2 separate regions of the Rattus norvegicus genome follow, and region 1 is linked to region 2. The links are chromatin contacts, called in public Hi-C maps. All regions are on one chromosome and are shown on one strand. Each heading gives the region's core, a stretch centred on a gene start, on an enhancer-like site or on the middle of the called end of the contact. The rest is flanking DNA. Distances are from core to core; before and after follow the strand shown.

Region 1 (2,700 bases), core at 62-2,561, 460 kb before region 2:
CAGGATCCACACGAAAGGTCACTACTCCACTACAAGGAGATCTCGTACCCTTTTCTGGAGTGACATTGTGCACAGACATATAAACATAGATAAAAAATAAATTATTTAAAATTATGAAATCCAGTATTTTATTGGGCTGTCATGGTAGCATAGTCTTGCAATCTCAGTTTTTAAGGATTCTGAAGTAGGAGGATTAAAAATGCAAGGCCAGTTTGAATATCAAGAGAATTGAAAGCCAGCCTGGGAACACATTTTTAAAAAAATAATAATAGTAATAGAAGAGCACACATCCATATACGAAAGGTCTCATATTTTCTCAGTATTGCAAAACAAAACCCCGAAAGAATATGGAATTATCTTCAAAGTTTCCTGATGATTCAACAAGTGCCCCTACTCTCCTAGACAGTGTGCAGTCACACCTGTTTACAGATTAAGAGTGATGAGAAGATTGCTAGAATCCTGTGCATTACAACCCTGAGCAGGAGACCATGTGCCAATGCTGAAACTAATCTGCAGCAAGAAGGGAGGGGGATGTCTTAGCTGCTTTCCACTTGCTCTGACAAAACTTCATAACCAAAGCAACTTCTGAAGAGTTTATTGGAGGGAAAGTTACAGTTTCAGATCGTCAATCCATGAACACTACAAGGGGCATGACAGCAGCAGACGAGCTCAGCACTGGAGTAGTACCTGAAAACGTACATCTGATCCACATACGTAGCTGGGAAAGGCAGTATGGAAACCTCAAAGCTTTCCCAGTGACACATCTCCTCCAACAAGACCACACATTCCCTAATCTTTCTCAAACATTTCTGCTAATAGGGTATTCAAGCACATGAATCTGTGCTGGGGCCATCATTTTCATTCAGACCACCAGAGAAGGGAGTCATATCACAGGCTGATAAATATCAATGCCTCACCTGGGAAGCAGGTGCCTGTAACATAGGGCTCCCTAATATCAGAACAAAGCTTGCCTGCCCTGGACACCACAGGGAAAATGCAACTTGATACTTAAGTAAAAAAAAAATTACATAAAAAAACCTCACAACAGCCCCTACTAAAAGAAAACCTTTGTGAATGAGCTGAAGGGCACATGGATAAAATTTCCCCTAAAATATACATTGTTTAGACTGTGGGAGGTGGTGATTTTGGGAAACCATGGTCCATGTTTTACCAAATCTAAACTTTGGGGAAGAAAATACAGTTTCAGAGTGTTGACAACCAATAACATAGTGAAACTCACTGTCAGAATACAATTTGAGTGTGGTTAGCTGAACGTTTGGAAAGCCTGTGGTATGGCTCTGATGAGTCAGCAGCTCTGGCCACCTACAGCCTGCGTGTGTTATGTCTGCAGTTTGAGCACAGGACAGAGAGAAAGGGGATGGGAGAAGAGGAAGTATGCTTACGTTCTTCTTCATAACCCTATCGGCAGTCATCCAAAAATAGAATTTTTGTTCTTCTAATATATAGTAGATCTATATGTAATAGACGTAATGTATTGCATTACATGCTAGGGATCCAGTGGTGCTTATTACACAGTAGAGGAGTAAAAGTTCTGAGAATCCTTGCCTCTGAGAACCCTACTACTCAGAGATGAAGGAAGGCATGTGCAGGTGATGGTTAATTGTTCTATGGAGCATCTCTGGGGGTTATGGGAGCAGAAAAGGGGTTCCTGCATATCCCTGCCTGCCTTTGAAGTATACTCCTCCTATGCATTGTGCTTAAAGGTCTGAGGGAAACTGATGAGGCAAATAAAGCATAGATTCTTCCAGGCAAATTAAGCACACGTCCCCACTAGTTTTTGAATCTACACATCTGACGAAGACACCTTAATCCATGGGTTTCTAAATCATTTCTCTTTAAGTATCCTAATTTGTTAAAGTTCAAGAAAAGATTTCCTTTCCCTCCTCTCCATTCTTCTCCCTCCTTTCCTTCACTCTTCCTACCCTTTCTCCTTCTTTTCTTCCTTATTTCTAAATCTATCCCTCTTTTAAAACCTCTCCCTCTCTCAATCTCTCTTCTTCTTCTCTGTCAATAATAACTTCATTACACTAAATACAGACTCTCTAAGAGCAAAGGTGTGAATAAGACCCAGTGTTATGAATCCCTGAAACTCAAATGGCCTTTGAGTTTGACAACCCTGCACTAAATCAAACAGGCCATAACTAGTGCAATCACTTGCTTCTTATCTAGGTTATGGCCATTCGTCAAAAACTGATGCCAAGAGGCATTTGGATTATAGGTGTTCCAATTAAATCTTCTTTGAGTTTTCATATGATGCAATGGTCCAAAGGCTAGGGATCCAAAATAGTAGTTAATTCCTGAGCCATCGATCAGAACTGTTTGAGAATTGGAAAACTGGTCTTCCCCTGCTTGTAAATGCTATCCCCAATGCCCCCAAACAACTGTTAAAAGTTTTCTTTGGGATTTAACTAAGATTGCTGGGGATTTAAGGTACCAGCTGCCAGATTGTTAAAGTGCATTAATGTTTACAGTGATTATGATTACGAGATCTAATAATAAATACTTGCATATACTGGAGCACAGCCCAAATCCTGTTTCACAAGAAAGTTTCAGTGTAAAGCCACAGTTCTTCAGAAAGCTTCATAGAGGACAATCTGAGAGCATCTAGGCCTCCACAAAGGTATGCCGGCAGGCTAATCAAATTCTCTCCAGGCCTCGAATGCTTTATAAAATAAGAAA
Region 2 (2,700 bases), core at 62-2,561:
TAAATGCCATTCTGTGTTATCATCAGGGTGGCTGCCAAGTGAGGCGACCTCAAAAAGTGAGGGAGAAGTACAGGGAGAAGAGGGTGGGTGTCCAGAAGAAACCAAATATTTTATAGCGGGAGTCTTTCAGGCAGACTGGCTGGGTTCCATAGAAGCCCATTCATATCTGGAAGTCTTTATCATTGCTTTAAGGCTAGAAATCAATGACTACTATCCTCTTGAGAGTCTGAAACCTGAAACAAGCATATTTCTCTAAGCACCTTTGCGAATGTACTTAATTTTCCATGAGAACTCACTGTCTTGACCTGGCTCCTGGAATTCGAGGGAAGGGTAGAAAGTCGAGTCCAATAAATGAGTGACTTTCCGGAACTTCCAACTCGATTATTTCTGATGGTTCTCCATTGTACAAAAAAAAGGTAGTTTGCACTTAGGTAACTCTTTGAAAGAGGAGACCAAGAGCATACAGCCTGTGTACGCTGATGAGTCTCATTCTATATCTTGTTGGCTCAGACTGTCTTTGTTTGGAATCTAGCCTCTGGCCGAGGGTCAGCTAACTGAAGAGGGAATGAGATTCTAATTCTTTAATTAGTTTCTCAGTGATTCTCTATGGTTGGCAATAAAGGAAATACTTTCTGGGAGATCAGGTTCTTACCCTGAAAGTTTGGATAGGATAAAGTACTTGAAAGCCCAAGATCATTTTCAGCCTATTGTTCTAGTCTGCCTCTGAGCTGGGTTTTCTGCTAAAGGCTTTGGAGCCAAATTTTTATTTCATCCTCACAGCCATGGCTCAGAGGCACCAATGAGCACACTTCTTTCAAACATGAATGCACAAAGGCCTGTCCTCTTACCAGCACTTAACAAACATAGTACATTCATGGAACCGCTTGAAAGGCAAACAGGTTTTGTCTGTGAATATTGTGAATGAACATTGCAATCTACTGTACAAATATCCTGGCATGTTCAAAGGTCTAGTCCTCCAAAAAAAATTATGCTGGAGCTTTCTTAGAAGTCAGTATGGTGGGTAGGGGTGGGTCTATACAAACATCTTTGGAACAACCATGCCCTTTCCTAACAATAGGTGCTAGTCTCTCCTGTCCATGCTGTCCCTTTAAAGGCTGAATATCAAGCCCAGCACAAAGGCAGCACACAGAAAGACATGACTGAGTTCGTATAGTTGTATGCTAGGAAAAACATTCTTCCAAAGGCACACAACACACATGACTCCAGTGCCATCTTCTGAGTAGGACACTGCATACTTGAACAAAAGCCACAAAGAAGTGACCATGCCTTTCCAGCTTATGCAGCAGCTGGAATGTGTCTGACAGGGACCCCACCCTGGCCTTGTTAGTGAGTCATGGTCCTTCCTCCTTGGGGAGGACTTGCCCTGCTTCCTGATAGAGGAGAAGGCCATATATGGAGACATCTTTTCTCTTGCCTCTGGGTGGAGGGATGGAAGAGAAAAAAGTTCAAACCTTGTGTTGATGTCTATTTTTACAAAGATATTCTTTTGAGCGGTTTGACTTTCTTGTGTAGAGCCATATTAAACACACGTCAGACACTTAGTTGAAAGAAAAACACCTGCTTTCCAAGGGTTATTAAAGTTCTACCTTCAGCCTTCCAGGTCTGGGGGAAGACAGCTTGAGAGAAAACAATCTCTGATTTGGGGCATCAAATGGCTGTCAGAGTGAAGGTTGGGTACAGACCGTGTTCACCCAAAGTAGGAGGCCAGCATTAAGAAGGAAATCAAAAGTAGAGAAAACACATAACAGCTGATTTCTTTTACACTCCTGGGAAAGGCTCTTTACTCTTTTCTGCATTACTGGACACATGTCTCTCCCATGAGACTCCAAAGTGACGTCCACTATATCATTATCAGCATGTCATCAATTCTAAGTTCTGTTAACCACCTGCTATCCCAGGGGAGATTTCTCCAGCATCCACGTGTTCTTCTGTGATGAATACTGATATGTAAGTGATGTCTTTACAATATGCTAATGCATATATAAATTATTTTATGGCATATTAAATAACACAGCACTTTATTAATGCTATTATTTGCTTCTTTTTTTCAACACTGTGCATGCTCTGAAATGGTCAGGAGAATGGGATTTGCAACTTAGCAATGTCCTGGCCCTCCTCTTTCCATATGTTTTCCTTCTTCCCATGTTGTGTACTTTCTGAACACTGTGGTATTGGTGACTTTGTTCATGATGTCCTGTTGCAAATGTCCACATAGGAGGCTGGCCTTTTGGCTGTGACAATGATTCCCCAGTGCCCTAATTCTGAAGCAGTGTTTGAAGTTTTCTGCTGGGTCTTTTAAGTTATTTCTTCTGCCCACCCTGTCTAGGATTACTCGAAAAATAACAAATAACAATAAGCCTGCCTCAACATTGCCAAAAGAAACTGCCTGGGACCTTTCAGAAGCCACATTCAATTTATGAAGAAATGAAATAGATCTTCTCGACCAACCATGACAATAAGCACTGGCCTACATATTCAGGGCCTGAAAGAAGTCGAGGCAATGGGCCTAATGAGAAGCAGTCAGCGAATCTAATGAGAATCAGACAGAAGGCCTAATGAGACATTTAACATGCTCTGCCTCTCCCCTCCTCTTTTGTTCAGTTTTCATGGGAATCTGTGTTTGGGGAGCTCAGTTGCACTGGCTACAAGCAGATACATATGGCTTTAGTGGGGAGATAC

What was found. A called contact is a pair of places that touch in the nucleus more often than the background predicts.
Region 1: a Hi-C map of the A7r5 cell line shows a contact between it and region 2, with 3 times the contacts expected there. The contact joins two enhancer-like sites. A contact is called at or near these places in 2 of 12 Hi-C or Micro-C datasets (the A7r5 cell line and kidney).

What each region holds. Positions count from the first base shown.
Region 1 is chr17:53,486,787-53,489,486 of GRCr8, reverse strand. The region is part of intron 1 of LOC120097752 (a long non-coding RNA gene); the gene reads left to right. Among named protein-coding and RNA genes, the nearest start is that of Inhba, 320 kb to the left of the region's middle. Within about 2 kb of position 1,311, at least 3 of the 93 cell types and tissues checked have an H3K27ac peak or open chromatin away from gene starts, as enhancers often do. A contact at or near this core is called in the A7r5 cell line, where this site is marked.
Region 2 is chr17:53,025,157-53,027,856 of GRCr8, reverse strand. No RefSeq gene overlaps it. Among named protein-coding and RNA genes, the nearest start is that of Inhba, 780 kb to the left of the region's middle. Within about 2 kb of position 1,311, at least 10 of the 93 cell types and tissues checked have an H3K27ac peak or open chromatin away from gene starts, as enhancers often do. A contact at or near this core is called in the A7r5 cell line, where this site is marked.